Regions from separate parts of the Mus musculus genome. Here regions 2, 3, 4, 5 and 6 are each linked to region 1. Evidence: chromatin contacts called from public HiChIP or PLAC-seq, Micro-C and promoter capture Hi-C data. All regions are on one chromosome and are shown on one strand. Each heading gives the region's core, a stretch centred on a gene start, on an enhancer-like site or on the middle of the called end of the contact. The rest is flanking DNA. Distances are from core to core; before and after follow the strand shown. Region 1 holds the start of Utf1 (undifferentiated embryonic cell transcription factor 1). Region 2 holds the start of Sigirr (single immunoglobulin and toll-interleukin 1 receptor (TIR) domain). Region 3 holds the start of B4galnt4 (beta-1,4-N-acetyl-galactosaminyl transferase 4). Region 4 has its middle 21 kb from the start of Ifitm6. Region 5 holds the start of Ifitm3 (interferon induced transmembrane protein 3). Region 6 holds the start of Bnip3 (BCL2/adenovirus E1B interacting protein 3).

Evidence for each region. Promoter capture Hi-C pulls out the DNA fragments that hold promoters and counts their contacts. Hi-C and Micro-C count contacts between places; a contact is called where the count stands out from the background. HiChIP or PLAC-seq counts read pairs in DNA pulled down with a chosen protein or histone mark.
Region 2: an H3K4me3 HiChIP or PLAC-seq map of stem cell-derived neural progenitor cells shows a contact between it and region 1, with 4 times the contacts expected there. The contact joins the promoter of Sigirr here to the promoter of Utf1 in region 1. A contact is called at or near these places in 6 of 39 promoter capture datasets (the 3T3-L1 cell line, cranial neural crest, embryonic stem cells and 2 more), 2 of 115 datasets of contacts at active chromatin or transcription factors (embryonic stem cells and stem cell-derived neural progenitor cells) and 1 of 9 other capture datasets (adipose tissue).
Region 3: a contact with region 1 is called in an H3K27ac HiChIP or PLAC-seq map of embryonic stem cells, with 4 times the contacts expected there. The contact joins the promoter of B4galnt4 here to the promoter of Utf1 in region 1. A contact is called at or near these places in 3 of 39 promoter capture datasets (cranial neural crest, embryonic stem cells and hippocampal neurons), 1 of 484 Hi-C or Micro-C datasets (embryonic stem cells), 8 of 115 datasets of contacts at active chromatin or transcription factors (embryonic forebrain, embryonic midbrain, embryonic stem cells and 3 more) and 1 of 9 other capture datasets (embryonic stem cells).
Region 4: a contact with region 1 is called in a promoter capture Hi-C map of embryonic stem cells. The contact joins the enhancer-like site here to the promoter of Utf1 in region 1. A contact is called at or near these places in 7 of 39 promoter capture datasets (cranial neural crest, embryonic stem cells, frontonasal cranial neural crest and 3 more) and 7 of 115 datasets of contacts at active chromatin or transcription factors (astrocytes and embryonic stem cells).
Region 5: a contact with region 1 is called in a promoter capture Hi-C map of hippocampal neurons, with 6 times the contacts expected there. The contact joins the promoter of Ifitm3 here to the promoter of Utf1 in region 1. A contact is called at or near these places in 8 of 39 promoter capture datasets (the C10 cell line, cranial neural crest, embryonic stem cells and 5 more), 1 of 484 Hi-C or Micro-C datasets (embryonic stem cells), 4 of 115 datasets of contacts at active chromatin or transcription factors (all in embryonic stem cells) and 2 of 9 other capture datasets (embryonic stem cells and pancreatic islet).
Region 6: a contact with region 1 is called in a Micro-C map of embryonic stem cells, with 4 times the contacts expected there. The contact joins the promoter of Bnip3 here to the promoter of Utf1 in region 1. A contact is called at or near these places in 2 of 484 Hi-C or Micro-C datasets (both in embryonic stem cells), 1 of 115 datasets of contacts at active chromatin or transcription factors (microglia) and 1 of 9 other capture datasets (macrophages).

The regions. Positions count from the first base shown.
Region 1 is chr7:139,941,827-139,945,955 of GRCm38.p6, forward strand. It overlaps Utf1 (undifferentiated embryonic cell transcription factor 1), which reads left to right and starts at 2,030. Exons shown (of 2, transcript NM_009482.2): 1 at 2,030-2,603; 2 at 2,701-3,286. The coding sequence starts at 2,048. The coding sequence ends at 3,164.
Region 2 is chr7:141,098,149-141,102,277 of GRCm38.p6, forward strand. Sigirr (single immunoglobulin and toll-interleukin 1 receptor (TIR) domain) reads right to left here and starts at 2,398. Exons shown (of 10, transcript NM_001355055.1): 1 at 2,331-2,398. Ano9 (anoctamin 9) reads right to left here. Exons shown (of 24, transcript NM_178381.3): 22 at 4,110-4,129; 23 at 3,871-3,983; 24 at 3,071-3,779. The coding sequence ends at 3,752.
Region 3 is chr7:141,059,091-141,063,219 of GRCm38.p6, forward strand. It overlaps B4galnt4 (beta-1,4-N-acetyl-galactosaminyl transferase 4), which reads left to right and starts at 1,888. Exons shown (of 20, transcript NM_177897.4): 1 at 1,888-2,334. The coding sequence starts at 2,184. Gm39114 (a long non-coding RNA gene) reads right to left here and starts at 1,949. Exons shown (of 2, transcript XR_881000.2): 1 at 1,708-1,949.
Region 4 is chr7:141,036,311-141,040,439 of GRCm38.p6, forward strand. No RefSeq gene overlaps it. Among named protein-coding and RNA genes, the nearest start is that of Ifitm6, 21 kb to the left of the region's middle. Within about 2 kb of position 1,946, at least 29 of the 459 cell types and tissues checked have an H3K27ac peak or open chromatin away from gene starts, as enhancers often do. A contact at or near this core is called in embryonic stem cells, where this site is marked.
Region 5 is chr7:141,008,300-141,012,428 of GRCm38.p6, forward strand. It overlaps Ifitm3 (interferon induced transmembrane protein 3), which reads right to left and starts at 2,445. Exons shown (of 2, transcript NM_025378.2): 1 at 2,098-2,445; 2 at 1,291-1,590. The coding sequence starts at 2,346. The coding sequence ends at 1,426.
Region 6 is chr7:138,907,374-138,911,502 of GRCm38.p6, forward strand. Bnip3 (BCL2/adenovirus E1B interacting protein 3) reads right to left here and starts at 2,133. Exons shown (of 6, transcript NM_009760.4): 1 at 1,990-2,133. The coding sequence starts at 2,020.

The DNA of each region.
Region 1 (4,129 bases), core at 780-3,279:
GTGGAGGGGTGAGGAGACGGTTGCCCTACTGTAATCTGTCCACCCCAACCAGTTTCTACTGATTGGCCTGCAGACAAGACAGAGCTGGCCAGTTCCCTTGGCCACCCATTGGGACCTCTCCTGAGCCTCCAGTGTCTCGAAGATATGAAGGAGGTGGGGAGTGGATTACATCTCTGTGTACTCATTCCAGACACAGGAAAGATAGTGACAATAGAGTTACCTGCCTGGTGATAATAAAGAGTTAAAAATGGCGGGGGGCAACCAGTGGCCCAAAAGGCTCAGTGAACCTTACATCTCAGGTCCCGGCCTTGTGCTGAGCCTGGAGCTTAGTCCTGAGCACTGTACCTGAGGGAAGCCTCCAGCACAGATGGAGTTTAACTACCCTAAGACCACTAGACTGAAAGTAAGCTCGAGATGACCACACGGTGTGTTGAATGGACAAAAAGGTCCCACCATCGCCAGCTGCCTGTCCCCAGAGCCACCAGATCCCATCACATGGGGGGCTTGAACCAGGTGATAAACACCTTGAAAACAACAGGCTGTAACTCAGAATACTGTCCCCAGGAAGCTAGGCTTGGAATGGCAAGTAGAGATGACCTGGCCTACCCCAGTCATGAGGAACACAGCCAGTGGTCCTTGGTCTTTGTTCAAGCCCCTAGTCACAAATCACTAAAGAAACAGCCGCTAATCTTTGCGCTACATTGTTGTCTTCGGTCCCACAGCAGGAGACCACCACAGTCCCAGAAGCAAGATGGCAGACTGGTACTCCTTTTGACTTCACTGATCTCTGTAAAACTAGGGCTACTAGGGACTTACTTGCCATCTTTTTAGGATGTTCCTTTTTCTTGTCTTGACTACATTGGCCAAGAATTCTACACTCAGACGAACTTTGAATATCGTTTTCTTAGTCTTAATCTTGAGGGGAAGAGTTGATACTTTGTCACCCTTTGTTAATAGATAGAAAGATTCCTTTTTGTAGTGTGTGTGAACTAAGATTCCAATTTAGCAGCCGCTGATCGCTATCAAATCTAGCACCCAAATGGCCTCCCTAGCTAGATGAGTCAACTAGATACAACATGTATCCATCCATCTTCCAAAGCCCCCAGCCAGAGCAGAATGGAGAGGATGGGTCTACAATTTGCATAGATAAACAACACATTCTGGTGCACTAGCCATACAAGGTGCCAGAGTTTTGTGTTTCTGGAGCTTTTCACAGGCTGTTTATGAGTAGTAACTAATGGGCGAAGCACAAATATAAAAACAAAAACAAACGAGCTGACTCCTCCCATCTGCCCTCTTCACTCGATCTTATTACATTGTACCTTGATTAAATGCTTTTTAAAAATGATTTATTTGGGCCTGGAAAGATGGCTCAGCAGGTAAGAGAGTGCTCTCACCGAAGGTCCTGAGTTCAAATCCCAGCAACCACATGGTGGCTCACAACCACCCGTAATGAGATTTGACGCCCTCTTCTGGTGTGTTTGAAGTCAGCTACAGTGTACTTAGGTATAATAACAAATAAGCCTTATTTTAAAAAGATGTATGTATGTATGTATGTATGTACTTAATATGAGTACATCGCTGTCTTTTGACACACCAGAAGAGGGCATCAGATCCTATTACAGATGGTTGTGAAACACCAGGTGGTTGCTGGGAATTGAACTTAGGACCTCTGGAAGAGCAGTCAGTGCTCTTAACCACTGAGCCATCTCTCTAGCCCTAAATGGTTTTTTGGGTTTTTTTTTTTAGTAAAAAAATTTTTACACGTTCTGTTTTGTGTAGCAGGGCAAAAAAACTCCGTTCTCAGGTCCTGGGTCCCTAAGGAAAGGACTAGAAAGGGGATGGGCTAGAATAAGCAAGGCACAGGCCAAGAGGAACTAGGTAGGCGAGGGGGCGGGGCGGCTAGACGATGGGAGGGTCGCAACGACCAGGTTCAGACGCAGAGGGCGGTGCGGGGTCCTTAGAGCGTGTGTGGGCGGCTCTGGAGGAGCCCTCCTCTCTGGTGAGGCCACGCCTTGGAGTGCACGCACCTCTACCTGGCTCAGGGATGCTGCTTCGTCCCCGGAGGTTGCCCGCTTTTTCTCCGCCGTCGCCAGCTAGCCCCGACGCTGAGCTGCGGTCGGCCGGGGATGTCCCGGTGACTACGTCTGATGCCTTCGCTACTTCGGGCGGGATGGCTGAACCCGGCTCGCCCAAGGCTCCCGTGTCCCCGGACTCGGCGCAGCGCACGCCCTGGAGTGCCCGAGAGACGGAGCTACTTCTGGGCACGCTGCTGCAGCCGGCCATGTGGCGCTCACTACTGCTGGACCGCAGGCAGACTCTGCCTACTTACCGCCGCGTGTCCGCCGCACTGGCCCGTCAGCAAGTTCGGCGCACGCCCGCTCAGTGCCGCCGTCGCTACAAGTTCCTCAAGGACAAACTCCGAGACTCCCAGGGCCAGCCGTCCGGACCCTTCGATAACCAGATCCGCCAACTCATGGGGCTATTGGGGGACGATGGGCCGCCGAGGGTTCGCCGCCGCTCTACTGGCCCTGGACGTCCCCAGCGCCGCGGCCGCTCGTCCCTCTCCGCGTTAGCACCCGCACCTGCACCGGTGGAGCAAGGTAGGAGCAGCCATGTGGGCAAGAAGGGTCTGGGTCTCCTGGGGAGGGGCGGAGCCCTGAGTTGGGATTCCGTACGTTCCGCGCGTTTCTCTCGTAGAGGCCGAGCTGCCGCTGGCTGCGGAAAATGACGAACCTGCCCCTGCGCTCAGATTCAGTTCTTCCACGACGAAGTCTGCAGGTGCCCACCGCATTACCAGCTCTCCTCCTCTTACGAGCACCGACACTCTGCCTCCTGAGCCGGGCCATACCTTCGAATCCTCCCCGACGCCAACCCCCGACCACGACGTGGAGACCCCGAATGAGCCTCCTGGCCTTTCCCAGGGCCGTGCTTCTTCCCCGCAGGTTGCTCCCCAGTCGTTGAATACCGCGTTGCTGCAGACCTTGACGCACTTGGGCGACATCTCAACAGTTCTGGGCCCTCTGCGCGACCAGCTGTCGACCCTGAACCAGCACGTGGAGCATCTACGAGGTTCCTTCGACCAAACCGTTTCTCTGGCGGTGGGGTTCATTCTGGGCAGTGCAGCCTCCGAGCGGGGCATCCTTGGGGACTTGCGCCAATAAAGCTTTGTTATCAGTCCTCTTCTCCAGAAACGACTCCCAGTCTACCCCGACCCCTGTTACTGTCCCCATCCCCATCTCAAACCTAGGTTCTTACCAAAATAAAGATTGTGTTTTCTACTTAATCCTGTGAATGAATTCGGACTCCAGGTCGCGGTAAGAATGGAACCCTAAGGGTAGAGGCTAAAAGACACAGCCCCTCGCCCCACAGTTGTGCATCTTTTCGGTGAAGATTTGGCGGAGTGGTACACAGTTGTTACCTGATGTTTGGGGCACCTGATGTGCGGAACCCCTCCACTGGTCAGCAGTGATTGAAACCCAGGGGCTGGCTGGATAAGGTACGTGGATGGCGGGTAGGCTAAGAAGTAGAAGGGCCTCTCTCAAGGCATTATGCTATTGAGTAAAGTAAAACATCCCTAAAGTTCTCGCCTATCCTGAGTAAAACTCAGTTTGAATACTCTGGGCCGTGTGAACCGGAATAGTCGGGGAGAACTTGGAAGACTTCCTCGGAGGTGTCAGATTTATAGAGAGAGGCTGGGGCCTGGGTATCAACCACTCCAACGGACTTAGCAAAGCCCAGCTGCCCAACTAGAACTTTCAAAGCTGAAATTCCAAGGTCCTCAGGGACTAGAGAGTCAGAGTGGGGGAGGGCTTAGGTGCAGGTAGAGGAAAGGAAGCTGCTGCCGGCACTTCACTAGCATAACAATGACGGCTCATCCTGAGGCTCCAATTTACAAATTCTGGGCCCATCCGGCCCTTACTGCTAACCCAAAGACTAAGTCTTGGCTAAGGGAAGTCCTGAGGAGTTTATCCAGATGGTCCCAAGGTCACAATTCCCCTTCTGAAGACTTGGAATGGACCTTCAGGTACTGACTTGTGGTGTGGACCTCCTGCCAGGTCCTGCGATCCCTTCTGTGAGAGACAAACTTGGAAAGGATCCCACTGTACAGGGAGAATAAGTTGCTAAA
Region 2 (4,129 bases), core at 1,148-3,647, 1.2 Mb after region 1:
TCTGGATGGCCTTTCCTTCAGTCAGCAGAGCCCCTTTCATGTGCCAAAACACAAAAGCCACAAGCCCCTGGCTCAGCTGTGGGACAGGGGAGAAGTTAGCTGATTTCTCCTATTGCTACCTATGTCTCTCCACCCCCCCACGCTCCCCACCTCCCACTAGATTTATTTGAGCCTTGGGACTTAGTAGCAGTATTTACAGACTTAAACAAGGGTCTTCTCTAGTTCCTGACTCTCCCTTCACAATCATAGCTACAGGAGTATGTCCTGGAAATCTCCTGGGACCTTCCTGCCTCTGGTTCAGGTCACCCAGAAGCATCTCCAATCCAGGAGCATGCTCAGTGCAGAAGCAGTCTTCCCTGGCACCTTACCTGACTATGACCCAACCCTGCTCAAGTGGCCCCCCACCCCCACCCCCACCCCCCTGGCCTGGCATTCATGATCACTGGGTGATGGAGCGCTTTTGGCTCAAGCCTGGAAAGGCTGAAGGGAACAGATGCCCTTCCTCTACACTTATGGATCCGTTTGCTGCCTGAAGCCGTCTCGGCCTCCTGAACATCCCATGCACAGTAACTGGCTGTGTTTCCCATGTTGTGAATCAAGAAATTAATGTCATCCTCACAGAATCTTGGGTCAATACTGTTCTCCTTTCCTGTCTGCTAACATCTACCACCCTCTATCCCAGCAGGTTCTCAATCCGTGGGGTCAGGATTGTAATTTTTTTTTTAGATTTATTTATTATTATACATAAGTACACTGTAGCTGCCTTCAGACACACCAGAAGAGGGCATCAGATCTCATTACAGATGGTTGTGAGCCACCATTTGGCTGCTGGGATTTGAACTCAGGACCTTCAGAAGAGCAACCTGCTGAGCCATCCCACCAGCCCAGTATTGTAACTTTACTACTGTTATGAATTGTAAATTCATAACAATGAATTTGTATCAAAATCAAATTTTGTAGCAAAATTGCAGTTATGAAGCAGCAATGAAAATAATCTTATGAAGCCTGGCTGTGGTGGCCCAAGCCTTTAATCCCAGCACTTGGGAGGCAGAGGCAGGCGGATTTCTGAGTTCAAGGCCAGCCTGGTCTACAAAGTGAGTTCCAGGACAGCCAGGGATACACAGAGAAATCCTGTCTCGAACCCCCCCCCCAAAAAAAAGAAAAAAAAATAACCTTATGGTTGGGGGTCACCACAACATGGGGAATTGTATTAAAGATTAAAGAGTTGCAGCTTCATAACAGTAGCAAAATTAGTTATGAAGTAGCAACAAAAATAACTTTATGGTTGGGAGTCACCACAACAAGAACTGTATTAAAGGAAGGTTGAGAACCACTGTTCTATCCCATACCCCAGCCTCAGGCCACTCTTGCATAAAAACTCAGATGGCCTCAGATATTTGCCTCTGCAGTCTTTTGAAGGCACTCCAGGGCCTCAGAATTTAAATCCCAGCCTAGACCCTCGGATCACTCAGCATTGCCTCCGTATTTTGAGGTTCCTGGAAGGCCCAGGTCCTGGAGGCACAGTCCTTGAGCTATAGGGGCATCCTGTGCTATCAGATGAGTGAGTGTTCTGGAGCTTCGGAGCTCGAAGCCCCAGGCCCGCTCCCCACTTGTGGATCCGGTTTTTTGCTGCTCAGCATCTCGACACCTGGGTGCTGCTCAGCGCTACTCTTGCGCCGCCCCTGTTTCTGGTGTGTGTTGGATCCCCACATATCTTTCTTTAAAGAAAGGAGTGTGCATAAAAGGCCTCGAGGAGACCAATTCCCCGAGTTCATCCAGCTCCTACTTCTTGCCCTTGGTCTTCTGCGGGTGGCGCACGACCTGTTTCCCGGAACTCAACAGGTGAGGCAAGCCGACCTATCAGGCACGCGTGCAGAAGATGGGGACGCGCACGGAGAGCGGAAGCGCGCCGACAGCTAGTCTGGGCGCGCACCGAACGCTGGCGCTCACAGGAGGCGAAGGCTCTGCTAGGGTCCCCGCGAGCCCGGGTCCCTGCCAGCCTCTCACTCTGCTCAGGTGTCCTAGACTTGCTTAGGTTTGAGATACGTTTGTTGGGAGCGAAGGCGAGGTATTACGACCCCTCGCCCGCCTCTACAGGCTTGCACTTAAATCAAGAGGAAGCTATTGACCATGTTGGGCAGAATGAAAAGAGCAAGGCCAGAGAAGGGGACTGGACGCAGTGCTCTCGAGCTTCCGGGCTGAGCGGGAAACCCGTCTGGTTCAGAGCTACTTCCTGCGGGACCATGGCCCCAAGGCTCCTCGGAGCAAAGTGCTCCCAGGTCCTCAACCCTAAAACTGGAGCGGCTCCAGGAACCAGGACCTCTACTCACCTCCGCGTGTCTGAGTCACGACTGCCACCCACCTGAGACTCGCGCGGAAGCTGACAGTTTACCTGTCCGAGGTGCGCAGCGGCGACAGACCCAGCGGCAGGTGCAGCCCCGCCCCGCAGGCAGGGCTAGGGCGGACCTAGTGTCCCGCTTTAAGCCTGAGGCTAGTGCTGGTGAGTGTAGGAAGTTCCGTCCCGGGATCTTCAAACTTCCCGGCTTAGGGGCAGGGTTTGGTTTGACCAAAGGAGCCCAACCAGCGCAACCCGCAAAGGGCCACCCTGCTGACTGTCATGGTGTTTTGCCTCTCCAGCCCAAACTCTTCCTTTTCCTCCAGAAAGTCTTTCTTGATTCACATCCCACTCATAACTGACCCCGTGTCTTCTCTTGCCACTCAAAACCCCAGATATTTGGAAGAACCTTCTTCCATAAGGTGCCCCGCGCTTAGACAAAGAGGCAAAGCCGGGCGGTGGTGACGCATGCCTTTAATCCCAGCACTCGGGAGGCAGAGGCAGGCGGATTTCTGAGTTCGAGGCCAGCCTGGTCTACAAAGTGAATTCCAGGACAGCCAGGGCTATAGAGAGAAACCCTGTCTTGAAAAACCAACCAACCAACCAAACAAAAACCAAAGACAATGAGGCAAACCAAAGAAGAGCCAGGTGGCCCCAGGCTGCCATAATTCATCCCATCTCAATCTAGCCCAGGGAAGAAATAATCTCTAGAAACTGGATCTACATCATGAGGCTCAGAAATCAATACACACAGGTTTATTTTGCTTGTAAAAAGTTTTGCCGCTGTACGGATCCAGGTTAACTGGGAGGGAGGGGATCCAGAAGTTACTCTCTAGGCTTCCCACAAAGCAGGAGGCCACAGAGCAGGATCTGAGGCCCAGAAGCCAGGAGGTCCATGGCTTCCCACAAAGCAGGAGGCCACAGAGCAGGATCTGAGGCCCAGAAGCCAGGAGGTCCATGGCATTTAGGCTAATTTTACTGCATGGGGGTTTTATGAGCAACCTGCAGTTCTATAGGTACTAGGGTCATTCAAGAGTCTCAAGTCAGGTCTGTACCAATCTGAACCGTAGGAAAGTTGAAGCAAACCCCACAGGCACATCTGTGCCGTTCATAAATACCCTAAATATACATGGATTTCAATGATCCCTACATATACAAGTCTCCCGTGGTTAACATATACACATGGGCTTCGTAGGATGCCCATATACACCTACATATAGTCTAGGCCCTCCTTTGATCTTCATGTATTAACATATATGTAGACCATCCAGGATCCTACATATACATGGGCCATTTTACAGCCTCCCTCAACACATACATACACATTGTTATGGATAGGGGCAAGCTGTAGAGGTGGGGACTTATTCCTAGTCCAGGCTCCTGGAAAGTGGCATTTCTCCACCTGCCCCAGGTCGTCTATACATCCGTGCTCCTGGAACTGAAGCTGCAGGAAGGATAGGGTTGGTATGGGTCGGAGGCCAGGCCTGTCCCCAGGCAGAGACCTGCTCCAGCCAGGTGAGCCTCTACATCCCTACCGCATTCTATGGCGAATTCTGTCATACTTCTCCTGCAGAACCTCATTCTTCACTTTCTGGGGCACATCAGGCACAAACCACGCAGCAATGAGTTTGATGCACAGGGCAAAATGCTGCAGGCAATAGGGAGCGTGGCCCAGCAAGGTCAGTGGCTAGGAAGAATCTTTAGGATTTGGGGGCTAGGAAAGAGGAATAAGAGGAATAAGCCCTCTCCTCAGGCTCACTCACAATTTACCCACCTCAAAGAGGATAACAAAGG
Region 3 (4,129 bases), core at 638-3,137, 1.1 Mb after region 1:
GTGCTGTCTGCTTGGTTAGACTGAAACATTTCCTTCTGTGGTTGGGGTGAGATGTGGTCTCGGCCAGATGTGTTAGCAAGGGGAACCGCTGTCTAGCTGATCACGGTTTGCTGACTCCTCAGTTGTTCTGCCTTACCCTACTTGCTTTACCGACTCTAGATGAAGAGAGGAGAGTCTTGGGCTTGGGTCGCCTACAGGGCCCTGAACTCTTCCCTGCTAGTGCACTTCTCTGCCCAAACGCTTTGCTTGCTTCCCAACATTTGCTTTCTTAAACAAAACAAAACAAAACAAAACAAAACAAAACAAAACAAAAAATGCTATTTGTCGGGCAGTGGTGGCTCATGCCTTTAATCCCAGCACTTGGGAGGCAGAGGCAGGTGGATTTCTGAGTTCAAGGCCAGCCTGGTCTACAGAGTGAGTTCCAGGACCGCCAGGGCTACACAGAGAAACCCTGCCTCAAAAACCAAAACCAAACCAAAACAAAACAAAACAAAAACAAATCAGAACAACAACAAACATTATTTGTTTTCTGCCTCTGTCCAGTAAACATAAGACAGCAGAGACCCTCTCTTTTCTTCTTCTTGTTCTTCTCTATTGCTCCCTCAAGTCTTCCTGTTGTAAAGATGTCTTTTAGCTGGATGACTAGGAAGATGAAAAAGTAGCTACAACAAGCTGGTGTGTGCTGAGACAATGTTCAGGATATAAACAAGTGCAGGCATCAGAAACAAAGTCAGGACAGGAAACCAGCTGATGAGAACAGCAGCTGATGCCTGGAAGAAAGTTAAAACAAAACAAAACAAAACAAAAAAACCCGACAGAAACAATTAAAAAGTTTTTTTTTTAAAGAAAGAAATGTGGCCAATTTGATTTTATGTCCCAAGGATACATAGTGATGGTGGGGTAATGTTAAAAACAAAGGCAAGCCAGGTGTGGTGACACATGCCTTGAATCCCAGCACTCAGGAGGCAGAGGCAAGCAGCGGTCTAAGAGCTCCAGGCCAACTAAGGCTACACAGTGAGACACTGTCTCAAAACAACACAAACTAAACAAAACCAGCAAAGCCACCTTGCAAACAGCACAGTGGTGCATGTGGTATGGGAAGGCTCCCTTGCCTACTGAGCTGGAGGCCACCCCTTAGAACAGACACTGGAAGTTGCCCAGTCATCTCCACTGGGGCACACCCACCCAGGGTGCGAAGGTCTCTAAGAGATTCCATCTCCTTCCAATGGCTTCTTTCTACTTAAGGCCATGGCATCACGGAGGAAGGGAGACTATTTAAATGTCCAGTCCCCATTCCTAACCCACGAGCTCTGCAGGCTCACAGCAGCTTCTGCTACACCAACTGAAGTACCCTGGTCATTAGGCTGGAACCTCAAAGAGAAGCGGCTGGTGGTAAGGTGGGAGAGAGGTGGTAGTCAGGAGGGCTGGGATGCACCAGCTAGAAAGCGAATGGAGTGCACAACTGAAGCTATCTGGATAGAACCACCCTCCACCCACCTGTCCTTCCTTACAGCTAGCCGAGAACATCCCAGCCTCGTTTTAGTCCGACTGAGAGGAAGGCTGAGCTCCTTCTCTGCGTGCTCATTATTCCCAGCGTTTTCCCAGACACGCAGCCGGATTCCCGCAGCACCCCTCGTCCCTGCCATGGCCTCCACAGTAACAACGACCTCTTACATCCCTCTCCCCGACGTCCCTGGTGTCCCTCACCGCAGATTCGGTCCCCACAACCCCCGCATCCCCGGGCGCGCGGCCGGCGAACACCAGGTGAATGCGCGCGTCGTGTGGATCATTGGCACACCCTAACGCGCCACCCCGCCTCCGAGCATCACGGATTGGTTGTACGCGGGCTGGCCGCGGCCGATTGGCTCGGGCACCGCGACCATCGGTCCCGTTTCACGCTGGGTAGCACCGCAGCGTGGATGCTGCTCGGTCCCGCGGCGTCCAGAGGAGCGTGAGCAGCCGGGAGGGGCGGGCGGGGGAGCGCCTCAAGGAGCCGCTCCCGCCGCCCACCCCGACCGCGGCCTGAGCAGCCCGGGAGTAGTGGCCGAATCCCGTAGTCCCCGCAGCGGACAAAGGACCATGCGGTGCTGCAGGCGCTAAGCGCAGCAGGGTGGGCCGGGGGATGTGGGGCGGGGCAGGCGGGGCCGGGGGGCCGCAGCGACGCCCCTGATTGTGGCGCCGCGATGCCGTGGTTCCCGGTGAAGAAGGTCCGCAAGCAGATGAAGCTGCTGCTGCTGTTGCTGCTGCTCACCTGCGCCGCGTGGCTCACGTATGTGCACCGGAGCCTGGTGCGCCCGGGCCGCGCGCTACGCCAGCGGCTGGGCTACGGGCGAGGTACGCGATGGCGCGTAGCGAGAGGGCCCGGACCTCCCAAGGCCTGGGGGTCTGACTGCCCAGAGCCCCTGCTGTCCTGCTCCTCCCAGCTCAGCTATATTGGGGGAGGGGTCGCGGTTCTGTTCGGCGGGACGCCCAGTGACGTCAGCAGTAACGCCAGGGACCCTCGGGGCTCATCCCTACCTTTTCCGACCCTGGAATCTGGCTTAGATCCGGTGGTGATGGAGTTAACGGTGGGCCCTTGGGGGAACCGGTGCCCTCAGCTAAGAGGCTTGTCAGGCCATTGCCTACTTAGCAGGGCCTCGGTTTCCTCATCTTCTGGAAGGTGGGGAGGTAAGGGTGGTGTTGAGGGATCCAGCTGCCTAGAGTGGCCAGAGCAGCTGGAAACCCTGGGTACACCTGTGAGTGAACTGAGATGTCTGTGTGCTAGGGACCAATGCTAACTTGAGTAAATGCTTGCTGTAGTTTGCACGTTTAAGAGTGGTCAGAGGATGTACAAAGCAACTTAGGCCTGTGGGTAAGAATCCGGGGAGAACCTCTGGAGTTGGTGGCCATTGGACCCACACCTTGGGGGAAAACTCTCCAGAGCAGGGTGAACATCAATGACAGCTAGGTAGAGAAAGACCAGGGAATGAGCCTGGAGAAGCCTAACCAAGCCACGTAGAGCTCAGCCCCATCTTTGTGAGGGAAGCTGGTGAGCTGAGGAGGGGAGCAAGTATCTCTCCTCTCAAAGTCTCAGAGCAGTGACACTGGCTCACTATGTTCTGGTCCAGTCCACCTGATGGATCCAGAACTCCCTTTTCAGCCCTGCACCTGTCTCCTGCCTGCAGAGGCCCTCTGCCTCTTCTTATGCCTGGACAACTGTTTCCAGACATCTTCCAGCAGATCCTGGGCCAAGGATCTGAGACAGATCCCAGCCCTCAAGAAAGTCTATGGGTCATCCCAAACCATGTACCTTATTAGCTGTGACGTCTTCAAGATATCCTGCCACAGCTCTATCCCGAAGAGATAAGTCTGGACTCAGAGCTGACCCAGTACCCAATAAAGCCAGCTCCCACCAGCTGCCCTTGTGGGTTCAGCTGACTTCCTGAGCAATTTGTTTCTGTCTGAGACCAACCAGGAAGGAATGAAGACAGGGAACCCCACTGTTGAAGATTGATCACGAGGGCAGCTGGCTCTGACTCCTCCTAGGTGGGTAGGATCTATTCTGGATCCTGGAAGATCAGTCCTGCCCAATGGCACTGCTAGAAGCAGCCTGGGCGGCACAGATGGGGCCCCAGCCACACACTCTCTTCTCTGGGCTGAAGGCCATCTCCTGTCTGGCCACCTGGGACCCACCAGGCACCACAAGGCATGTGAGAAATTGGGTAGCTGCAAGCGCCTGAGACTTTCCTGACAGTGTCGTCAGTCTTCAGAGCTGGCAACGTTCAGCGGGTGTCCAGCAGCCTGTGCGTATAGATACCTCCAAGTGAGGGTGGGGCAGATAACTGTCCCTTTGTGCTGAGGCTTAGCCTGAGCTGAGAGCCCACTACAGAAAGTTCCCAGTATACTCAAAATGCCTGGACTTAGCTTGATGGGCTGTGGGTATCCAGGCCAGGCTCCAGGACGTTGACCAGGAGTCTTGCTTGCTCACTTCCTGGCTTCTCAAGGAAGGATCTAGAATGTGGAGCACCGCCAAAATTTCAAGGGAAGAGACCACACAGGCAGCCCCTCACCTAGAGACAGTTCAGGCTCATCTGGTATCAGCTGTACCTTTCCAGTAGCCTGGCTTCTGAGATCAGCAAGGAGGGACAGA
Region 4 (4,129 bases), core at 696-3,195, 1.1 Mb after region 1:
AGGGTCACCTACCCTAACCTCTCAATCTCGCAAGAGGGGAGAACTGTTCCCCAGGGTTAGAGGAACTCCTCACCTTCCCCACTCCAATGGGGTTCATGTCTCAAAGAGGAGGTATAGAGTCAGCAAGGAGGGAGACTGACATGATCTGAGAGTAAATCAGGATAGCTTATGTGTTTATTTAGAAAAAAAAAAACACACATTTTAAACTATCTATTTACATAGTAGCTTAATCACAGGTAATGTTGAAAGTAAACTTAATAATTCCAAGAAATATATGATCTTTCCACAAACTGTTTTTAACCCATTTTAGTGCTAATTTTCAACATCCATAATGAAAGAGTTCATCAACTTTATTACAGTATTTTTCTTAGACACAAAAGCAGTAAGTCCAGCAAGCACCTAAGCCCCTATTGTTCTCTAAGGTCCAGCAACTCCACCAGGTGCCCCTTTGACATTTCCTCTTGCACACTCTCAGTCTTTGCGGTCAGCCTATGTGGTCAGGAGGTGCCAGGCATGGAGTCTTGAGAAATAAACCCATAAGAGCAATTTTCAGTCCTCAGGGGGCCTGAGGCAGCCTTTGCACCAGGTAGCATGATAAGCATCGAGCTGTTTCCTAGTTGTGTTCCTTTGTGCCTCAGTCTTACAATATGGGCATGCTCTCCTCCTGAGCTCTGCAAAGGGAAGGTCCTGATCTCTTACTCTTTTTCCATTGTGCCACACCATCCTGACTCCTTCAGTGCCTGCTCCTGCATATGGCAGAGGGGATCAAGCCAGTCTAACTTCTCAGGATCTGCTTCTCATGGGGCAGACCAGACCTCGCCATTCATGCTGTAAGTCATGTGCCCAGGGAATCAATCATGGGCACTGCCCTATACTTACTAACTGTACTCCTGCCCTCAGCTGCCAAGGCCTCGGGCTCTGGGTCTGGGCCCATTGTTTTCCTCTCCCATTGTGTGCTTTCATCCTTGGGACCAGGTGTATCCAGGAGTTTCTGGCACCATCTTTCAGTTAGTCAATCTTTAACTTCTCTCTTCTGGGTGCAAACAGAGGGGCACAATAGGGGTTCCGAGTCATCACTCTGTGTGGCTCCACTGTGGCGGAGACTTCTTCCCAACAATGATTTGGTTTAGAGAGACTGCCGTTGTACACACTTACATTTTCTACCACAGCTCACACAAAATACCCCAAAGGAGAAAAGCGCAAGGAAACTCCCATAATGCATAGTGAGAATCGTCAAAGATGAAAGTCGAGGATGGTGGAGAACTGTGGTCTGTGATGTCCATGTGCTGGACCTTTGTCAAGTAGCAGTGGCCTCTGTGAGACCCATGCCACCTACCTCACAAACCAAGTGTGAATTTCTTGCATTAGGAGATCTCTTTAACTTCTTCCATATATGGATCCCCAACTTCTCCCTCACTGCACAGCCTCTTTACGAAGCCACTAAGGGAGCCCTGGAAGAGCCACTCTTGTCTCCCAAACCCTTCTTTGTTCCATAAACCTACTTAAGTCCGGTTTTTCACCTGCCTCTTCCATATCTACACAAGCCCTTCTGTCTTTACATACTAACCAAGGACAAACCTTTACTATACTCTGCCAATGGCAGGGGGCGGGGCGGGGGACGACGACACACAAATTGCTCTACAGCCTATATGTAGCAGCCAAACTTCTACACATGGTGACCGAAGGCTGGCCACCTTGCCTCTGGAACTTTGACTGCAACTGTACCACTTACCACTGAGACAAAGAAAATCTGGCTTCACGGCCCCGTCCTCGTTCTCAGTACAGACTTACTCAAAGCTCTCATCAGTCACCATGCTTTCTAAGGCATCCCTATCTAGGGTACGACTTCTCCATGCTTACTTATTAAATCCCAACCTTGTGCATTGTAACCTCCCCGCCTCAGCCTGAAACCTGGCTGCTCAGGTTTCACTGTTATCGGGAAGAGAGCATGTGGTGGAGCCTGCCGCCCTATCATTCTGCCACTCCCACTGCTGCTGCCTGCTGCCTAGCTGTTCCGGAGCCAAACACGTGGTCACCTGCAACTGGACTCGTAGGATGATTTGGCAGGAATGGGCCCCTTCCCCTTCTTCATAACCCAGTGTCTGGAATAGTAAAATCGAACCTTGATCAGACGGTTGTCTTGGTTCCATCTATCTCGCGCCGCCTAGCCCCCTCTTCTCTTCCAGATTCCAAGATGCCTTCCAGACTAGAACCCAGACACGTGGGCCGCTGGCCGGCCGCAACAGTACATGAACAGTGCATCATCCCTCATCCCCACAACACTCCTCCCTACGAACTCTACATCCTCAAATCTCCTTCAACATTGCTCATATCTTAGATTATCCCCTGCAAAAGGCCCCAGACTGGTAACTCCCTAGAACAAGCTCCTTACAGAGTATGATATGCTGTACTTCAAAGGGACCCACCCTCCCCCCTCCCCCCCTCCCCCCCTCCCCCCCCCACCCGCAAGCCTACAGACCAGAAGCCACATCCTCATACCCACACAACTTCCCAATAGCAGAACGAATTGTTCTTACGTGGGTTCTTGAAAGCACACTTGTTTCCAACCTTACAGCCAACATATACACTGACTCCCAATATATCTATAATATATAATACATTCTCTCCAATATCTTAATCTTGAAAGAAAGGAGTTTCCTAACCAGGAAGGGAACTTACCACAACCGAGAATCTCCTGAGAAACAAGACTCTGAGCACAAGGCTGTTCAGGTTCTGTGAAAGTCAATGAAGGGGTTAGCTAAACTGGTTGATGTTGGAACGACCCACTGTCAGCAGTACTCTTCCCTGAGCTAGAGATTCTGGACTGTCTAGAACCAAGAATGTGAGCTGGGCACTGGCTTGCTTACATTTGTTATTCTCTTCTACTGACTGTGGACATAATGTGACCAGATTGTTTCAAGCTCTGGGTGCCTTGACTTCCCCATTGTGAAGGACTGTAGCCTGGGACTGTGAACCAAGATGAACCCTTTTGTCCTTGAGTTGTTTCTGTCGGGATATTTTATCACAGACAAAATTTAGCGCTGGGTAGTAACTTTTTCTTCGCCATATGTCTTACTTAGGGTACTACTACAACGAAGAAACACCATGACCACAGCAATTCTTATAAACAAAGACATTTAACTGTGGCTGGTTCACAGCTCAGGGGTTTGGTCCATTATCACCTTGGCAGGAAGCATGGTGGCTTGCAGGCAGACATGGTGCTAGAGAGGTAGCTGAGAGTGCTAAATCTTGATCTTTGGCCAGCAGGAAAAGACTGTGTCACTAGGTCTGGCTTGAGCTTCTGAGCCCTCAAAGCCCACCCTCTAGTGACACAACTTCCTCCAACAAGGCCACACCTTTGTATAGAGCCACTGCCTATGAGCCTATGGAAGCCATTTTCTTTGAAACCACCACAAGGTAGAATTTGGGATTTTTTAAAGATTATTTTTATGTGTAGGACTATATTGATTGTCTATATGTCTGTGTACCTTGAGTGTGCCTGCTGCCCAGAAGTGGACATCAGATCCCCTGAAACTAGAGTTACAGACAGTTGTGAGCCTTCATATGGATTCTGGGTCCTCTGCAAGAGCAGCAAGTGCTCTTAACCACTGAGCCATCTCTTTGGCCCTTGATTTGGGGTCTTTCTTCTCTTTACTTTAAACAGGGTCTCATTTTGCAGCCCAAGCTAGCCTCTGACTCGCTATTATCCTTGCTCAACCTCCCAACTGCTAAGATGATCAGACTGAACTATAGCCCCGGCTGTCCTGCAACTCACTCTGTAGACCAGGCTGGCCTCGAACTCAGAAATCTGCCTGCCTCTGCCTCCTGAGTGCTGGGATTAAAGGCGTGCACCACCACACCTGGCTCTTTCTTCCTTCCTTCCTTCCTTCCTTCCTTCCTTCCTTCCTTCCTTCCTTCCTTCCTTCCTTTCTCTCTCTCTCTCTCTGTCTCTCTCTCTTTCTCTCTTTCTCTCTTTCTCTCTTTCTCTCTCTCTCTCTCTCTTTCTTTCTTTCTTTCTTTCTTTCTTTCTTTCTTTCTTTCTTTCTTCCTTCCTCTCTTTCTTTCCCTCTTGAGTCAGGGTCTCATGCATCCCTGAATAGCAAGGTAGCTGAGATTGGCATTTATGCTC
Region 5 (4,129 bases), core at 1,195-3,694, 1.1 Mb after region 1:
CTCGAAAAACCAAAAAAAAAAAAAAGTGTGTTCTGGGAAACCATAGCTGCTTGGCGGAGAGGAAGGCTCCCCACCAGCAGGGGAATCTTGTTCCATACCTCAGAGCTAGTTTGTAAACCCCATTGCTCAATCCTTCTTTCCACACACCCTCCCAGGGAGCCTGACATCCTGTGCCGGTGAGAAGAGCGCTAGGCACATCCCTTGAAGCTGCCTTTTGTTTCCCTCTGGTGGTTAAATTCCCCGCTGGGCAGGTCAGCTGTCAGAATCCGGACTGGGGAACAAGTTGGGGCTCTGCCACCCTGGATAAGAAACCCAAACCCTTTAACTTGCAAAAGTGCCCCCACCCCTTTCTACCCACCACACCCACTCCCAAATTCCTGGCTGCAACCACTACAGCGACTTTCCACTAACCAAGGCACTTCAGATCCACCGTGCTGCCCTGGGTATGATGGTGACATTAAAACCCCACCACAATGATTTAGGAGGACAAACGGAGTCCCATAGATCCAGGCTACTTTTGAGGTGCTTGCCTCTGGGAACCAGAAATAAGTTCCCTTGGAAAGGCAGCTATGAGATGAATGATTGACCCCTGCACCAACAGAAACAGATAGCGCCCATCCATTCCCAGGAGACTCCTAAACTCAATGCACTAAGTGAAGTGGAAACGTGGGTACTAGGATCCCGACCAGAGAGGTGAGTCCTGCATACCCCGGCACAAGAAGGCGTGATTGGCGCTCTCCCTTACCATATAGGGTCCGGGGGAGCGGGGTCGGTGGGGGGGTGGGGGAATGGAAGCACCACGCGGCCACCGTACCTGCAGAGTGCCGGCAGGGGGCGCCAGGGCAGCGACTTTGAGCCTTAAAAGGTCATTCTAGGCTCCAGGGCGACAAGGAATGAACTGCATCGCTGCTGTGGGACCAGTAGGGGACACCAGGCCCCCACCACAGCACCCAGCAAATCCTGGACAGGATCAGCCCAGGGTTCCCCCGGGAAGCAGGCATGGAACTTTTGACACCATCTTGTCTGGTTCAGAGTATTCGTCCAGAAGAATACGGACCCAGACCTGGTCCTCCACTTCTGAACTGGACTGGGTGCCCTGGAAATGTGGGGCCAGGGCCAGTTGAAGCTTGAGTTCTCCCTGCCTGAAGCAGCCAAATACCATCCAGGACTTTGGCCAGCAAATGTCCACAACAGCAGGCCAGAGACTACTGCCAAATTGAGGATAACCTACATGTCCACCTCAGAGCAAGGAAGATAGAGGGGTGGGAGGAATAAAAGCAGTCATAGGATGGTGGTTATCAAGTGCACTTTATTGAATCCACTGTGGATAGATAAATGAGTGTTACACCTGCGTGTAGGGAGGGGCAAGGAGGGACGCAGCTGCGGAGGGTGAAGCACTTCAGGACCGGAAGTCGGAATCCTCTATTAAGTGTGAAGGTTTTGAGCGTTAAGAACAATGATGATGACACTAACAATGGTGATAACAACCATCAGGATGCTGAGGACCAAGGTGCTGATGTTCAGGCACTTAGCAGTGGAGGCGTAGGCCTGGGCTCCAGTCACATCACCCACCATCTTCCGATCCCTAGACTGGAGCAGAACAGATAGACACGGTCAGTGGCCCTGGAGCTGATAGGCAGATGCTCTGACAGTTTTCCTGACGTACTCCCTGTGGACTGCATCTCCCCATCTTAGGTCAGGAACATTTTACATCCTCTGATCATCCAGGAGGCCCTAGCACTTGTTGTTCACCCCACTGTAGGCTATTGTTCCCCATGAATCTCCTGAACATTTTCCACACAGGCTAGAATCCCAGTCTGTTGAGTGAAGGTGCTATAGGCATCTCTGCATTGGAAGAGTCTGACTCCAGAATCCCCAGGCAGCCTCACCCTGTGTCTGCCCCCAGAGAGCCTTTAAGCCTACACGTGTACACACACACACACACACACACACACACACACACCACAGAAGAATGAACACAAACTTATTTTAAACAAAGGACCCCACACTCATACCTCGGTGCCATCTGGGTAGATGGAGCTTCAGGTTCACACACACCTTTTTACACCATCACTCCCCCCATTCTAGCACACTCACCTTCACGGAGTAGGCATAGGCTATGAAGCCCAGGCAGCAGAAGTTCATGAAGAGTGTATTGAACAGGGACCAGACCACATGGTCAGGCACCGACACCTCTCTGGGCATGTTGATCACAGTAGTTCTGACAGAAGCCGATCCGTGCGGTGCCCCCATCTCAGCCACCTCATATTCTTCCTTGATTCTTTCGTAGTTTGGGGGCTGTCCTCCACTGGCAGCGGTGATGAAGGCTTGAGAAGTGTGGTTCATGGTGCGGAGCAAAGGCAGCACTGAAGGGCAAAGGATGGAGCGCGCTGCGGGTCTGCCCTTTCTGCGGCAGTTTCGGTTTCTCAGAAGTTTCCTTTTCCTGAATTTTGGCTTGATGAAACTGCTCTGGGTTCAGAGGGGCGGGGATCTAAAAAGCCTGCGGATCAAATTACTCCAGGGCAGGATGTCAGGAAGGATTGTGAATCAGGGGAACTTCCAGGCCAGGAGCCCAAGTCAGGACTTGTCCCAAGGCCCAAACCTCAGTGTTTAAGAGTGAGGGGTCCTGGAGTCAACCAAGCTCACGCTCACAGCTGCAGAACCTCACTGTTCCTTATCAAGGTCCCAGCCAGGCCCCAAAGAACCCTCTATTCTTTATTCAGCAATAAAGAGTGCCCAGAGAGCCTCTCACTATGAACGCCAGTTCTCCTGGCTTCATAGACAGGTGGGATGAACGGTACTTCTTGTGTTTTAAAGAGGAGAGAGAAGGAATATCTTCGGTGGCTATGCAGTCATATGTTGGGGGAGGGGGGGCCTCTGCAGGCCCACGCTGAAGCGTCCCTTCCCTTTGAGGGACCAGCCACACGGTGGTATCGCATAGAACAGAGTTTATTCTCTATTCATGGGGAGGGGGTTGAGAGGGTAGTAGAGACAGAGAAAGGCAGAGAGAGAGAGAGAGAACAGAGAAGTAGAGGCTGGCCATGAGCACTCGGAGGGAGTGGGGAATGAGGAGGGGGAAGCAGGTGCAGGAAGGTTAGAGAGTAAGGGGGGGAGCAGCCCCTTTTAGTGTGAGTCAGGCACACCCAGCTGTTGCCAGATAACTGTGGGGCAGAGCCTAGACAAAATGCTAACACGCCTCTGTGTCTCTCTCCTTGCAGAGCCCTAGTGCCCTAAGTGTGATCAACCACTGGACTTTGGTATTAGAACTAAATGATCTTCGGTCACTTGGCTCTGACCTCATGGTCCTGGGCTGGCCTGTTGGTGCTACAGCCACTCTTTTTCCCTCCTGCCCTAACAAAATTTATTAGTGCTAGTGGCATGGTCACCGAGAGGACCTTCGTCCTACCAGAGACGCTTTCTCAAACGCTTGGTGGGGTGAGGGCTGTGACCAGGAAAGCTACTCCTGATCATACTGAAGGACTCAGTGATAACAGGGACATCTGGCCTGGCTTCTCTTGTTAGGACTTGCATCCACTTTCTATCTTGGTGGCACTGGAAGGACCAGGCTACTACAGAGATCTCCTTCAAGGTGCCCTGCAGCACCCACCCTTCCTAGTGCCCTGAGTCTTGGGAGCTGGGGCTGCTCTAGTTTCTAGGTTCCACTCATTTCATTATCTTTCTTGAGTTCTTCACAGAGACATCAGCACCTCCTACAGACTCCCTTCTTTGCAGTCCTATTAGCTGGTGCTGGTTTAGTCAACATCTCTGAAAAAGTCTGCCTCTGGGAAGCTAGGTAGAGTGGTTTCCATGGGCGTACCTACCTCACAGAGGCCTCCTTCCAGGCCTCAGTCAGGCCTCAGGCCTCAGGGGTAGGGCTTTGGACTGGCCACAGGGACTCTGATTGGAGCCTGAAAGTGGTGGTTTCTGTTGGTTTCTGGTGTTATTTCTTTCTGTTCTGCGGATACCTCTCCAAGGCCTACTTCACACTGCTCTTCACACATCCTTCTGTTGCCTCTCAGCGGAGTGGGAGATAAAATAATATGAATGACACACACACACACACACACACACCCAGCCCTTAAGTGATAGCAAGCGTTATCCTGTGGTCACAACACACTCTGGTTTCAGG
Region 6 (4,129 bases), core at 883-3,382, 1.0 Mb before region 1:
CTGCCAATGACTCAGCAGTCTGGCGTGCATGTCAGCTGAGTGTATGTTAACCGAGACCTCTCAGGAATACTCAGAAACTCCCCTAGATGAAGTCTTAACAGCATAGTGTCAGAAATCAAATTTCAACTAGCTACGAAAGTGACTTTACACAAAACATCACTTGATCTCTTAAGAGAAAAGACAAAAAAACTTCTCAATCAAAAAATTCCAACTGTTTGACGTTTGACATTAGGGAATAAAACCTGAATTACGAGATTTTTTTTTTAATGTGGCTGTAGTTTGAAAATACAGATTCTGTAATGTGTTAGGCTGATTAAATTCTGCCTACTAAAATCTCGTTTAGGGTAATAAATTCAGCTAACTCAGTGTCTCTGAATGCAAGCTTTTTAAAAACTCTTTTAACACAACACTGCTCTGAGTTACCCTATTCCAGTACTCCAGGACACAGAATCTCTGGACAGCATAGTCTACACAAGTTCTAGGACAGCCAGAGCTATACAGAGAAACCACGTCTTCACACTAAAGTGGGTACTGTGGCCCACACCTTTAATCCCAGCACTAGGGAGGTGGAGGCAGGCAGATCTCTGGGAGTTCACTGAGAGTGAGACCCTGCCTGGGGGGGGGGAGGGGAGTTGACACTAAAGCATTCATTTTAAAGGTTTGGAAAGCCTCTCTCTCACGTTTACTGACATGCGTTTTACCTGGTGAACTCTTGCTTCAGAGAGTACAAAGGTCAACAGGATCCTCCTCCAGTCTCAGGGCCTGAGACTCAACTCAGACTCAACTCAGGCCCACCAGGTAGCTCTCAGAAATGGACAATGGCACATAGCACCCAGGCTGGCCTTGCAAAACTAGCAGCTGTCTGCGCAGTGCTAACAGTCTGTAAAGGCTGATGCTGGGAGAGCCTTTCTGTTATTTGTGAGACAGGGTCTGGCTACAGAGCCCCGAACTAGCCTGGTACGACTGTGTAGTCCAGGCTAACCTGGAATTTGTCAAGACTCAACTTCACCCACCCCATGATGGGATTTTAGGTGTGTCACCACACCCAGCCTCACTTCCATTTTAACCTACAATCTACTTCACTGCTTGCAGTGAGCCTACTGAACTAAATTATAAGCACTTTACCCTCCTTTTGAGCTGTTGTAGCTCTCTTCCACACTACCTCCAGCCATACCCCCTCTCTGTTTTTCTCTTTGTAGACTTGGCTGTCCTGAAATTCACTCTGTAGACCAGGTTGGCCTCGAATTTACAGAAATCCCCCTGCCTCTGCCTCCTGATTGCTGGGATAAAAGGTTTGTGCCACCACTGTGCGGCTATCCCACCTCTTAACTCTAAAACCTGACAGAGGTCTGAAACCCTGTATCCTCCTCTTCCATCAGGAAGTGGCAACAAAGCAAGCCAGGGGTAAAGATTGGGGGAGAGGGGACACAGCGGCAAAGCCTGTTAATTCCAAATTCCAGCTACTCTAGAGGCTGAACCAGGAGGATCACAAGTTCAAGACCAGTATGTCTTAAAGCAATAAAATGAAAACTGGTAGTGTTGCTCGGGAAATGAGCACTTACCCAGCACGTTCAGATCTGGTTCTGTCCCCAGTACCAAGTAGGAAAAGTGAAAGGCACTACAGTCATAAATATTAATGACTTCAATCAAAGCACTGAAAATTCAACTGCAACCTCTAACTCACTTAAGCAACTCTGAACAAGGGGACGCCAAGGGCCTGAAATCTGAGCTACTCGGGAAGCTGAGGAAGGAGGATCGCAGAGTTCGAGGCTCCCCTGACCTACAGAGTCTGAAAATACAGAACTATGACAGTGTGAAGAACAGAGCAGGAAAGAAAGACCCGGCCTGCCTGTGAAGGTACTGTCTGTAAGATGCCCCGAGGCTCACCACCCAGCCCCGGCTGCACCGAACTGCATCGCGGCCTCCACTCACCGCACCCCAGCCCGCGACCCTACCGCCTCCGCGGCCCCTCTCGGCCCACTGCCTCACCCTGCAGGTTCTCCTCCCCGCTCTGCGACATGGTGGCTCGGCAAAGGAGCCCGAACCCAACTGCGACAGGCCTGGGAGGCGGTCACCGAGAGGTAGCAGGGGCAGCCTGCGCCGCTCAGTTCTGAGGCCAGGCGACACTGGACTGAGGGACAAGGGGCGGGGCGGGGCGGGACGCACGCGGCGGCGGAGCCCATTGGCTGGGGGGCGGGGCCTGCAGGTGGGGGAGGAACGCGGGGGAGCGTGTGGCACGTGCGGCGCGTGCGCCGGCATGGGCGGGGCCTGAGGCAGGAGTGCGCGGGAGGGCGGCTGTTTTTAAGGTCTAATGCAGAAGTGGACCGGGGGCTGTGCCTGAGGCTGGAGTAACTGGGACCTAGGCGGGTAGGGAAGAGTCTGGGGGCGGGGCTCGAGGTCTGAGCCTTGGGACTCCGAGGTGCGCGCATTGCAGAGGCCAAGAGGCGGGTCTTGAAGCCAGGCTGGAGGTGGGCAGACGTGGGCGGGCTCCGAGATAGGCGTGGCATGAGGACGTGCGGCCAGGTTTTTGGGCGTCTGGCCTTGGGTGCTGAGTTTGCCCCTCCTGCTCGCGGTTGACCCATAGTTCCCCAATCTCCTCCGGAACCTGCGAGCGCCAGCAATGGGAGCACACATGGTCTCGCTGTCTCTATGCACGCTTACAGATAGTTTTTTAGGTTGCATCTTTAAGAAAAATGCAGTCCGGGAGTGCTTATGTATAACTCTAGTCCCAGCCCTGGTTCGTGGCCAGGCTGGGCTGCACTGTATGAAGCTGTTTACAACAAAGCAAAACAAAAAATTTGCCAGTATTCTACTGCAGCATCAATGGCGAGTTGGGTAGTGCTGTGGTATGCTGCATGCGAGAAAGGACGGCATTTTTGGACAGGAACGGTTGGAGAGACCTTTGGAGGGCCAGTTTTGAGGATTCTGCATCCTCCCTGTAACCTACCCAGTAGCTTCTCTGTACTTGGAGGTTGGAATTCCCTCTTGATACAGTTCTGGGATAGAGAAGGGGCTTGTGAACCTCAAAAGAAGCTATCTTAGTAGCAGTGGGTCAGGTCACTAGAAGCAGCTTCATTTGGTGTTTTGTTTTTTCCCAGACAATGTCATAACCGAGGCTGGCTTTGAATTGGCTGTGTAGCAAAAGCTAACCTTGAATTTCCGATCCTACTGCTTTCGCCTCCTGAGAGCTGGGATTATAGCTATGCAGCCTTGATTTCCGTTTGTTTTGTTTGGAGTGCTAAGGTTATACGAGGGCCTTGCACATGCAAGTTCACTGCAGCTGAGCCATGTCACCAGACTGAATCTGATGTCTTTTTTTAGACAGATTCGCTTTGTAACCTACTCTGGTCTTAAACTTTTTTTCCTGCCCCAGCTTCCCAGTGGTTCCACCACTCTTAACTGAAAGCTTGCTTTCTTACAGTGCTCGGAGCTCTAGCCTAGGGCCTTCAGAACAATAAACAGATTCTCTGCTACAGACACCAAACCTTTGTCTCAACCCCCCAGGTGCTGGGATTACAGACATACTACCACACCTAGCAAGAAAAAAACAGCTGTGGTCCTGCTTGGTGACAGACTCTGTGTCCAGCAAGAAACAGCTGTGGTCCTGCTTGGTGATAGCCTCCGTGTCCAGCAAATCCAAGGGTTCAATCCCCAGCTTGCATAGATATGTGTGCCTGAATGACAAAGGGAAAGAGAAGGGTCTGGGAATTCTCTACACCAGTCTACTAAGAAAAGGAAAAACGAAAATGTGGATTTGAAGGGGTTAGGGATGTTATAAGTAGAAATTTATGTTTATCCTTTTTTTTTCTTTTTTTTTCTTTCTTTTTTTTTCTTTTTTTTTTTTTTAATGGTTTTTCAAGACAGAGTTTCTCTGTGCAGCCCTGGCTGTCCTGGAACTCACTCTGTAGACCACGCTGGCCTCGAACTCAGAAATCTGCCTCTGCCTCCCAAATGCTGGGATTAAAAGCGTGCACCACCACTGCCCGGCCCTTTTTTATTTTCTATGTATGTATGTATGTGTGTGTGTATGTGTGTGTATATGAGGCTATTTATTTATTACAGGGTCTCTCTAGGTCTCATGGAACTCACCATGTAAGCCAGGCTGGCATCGAGCTCTCAGAAAATCAGC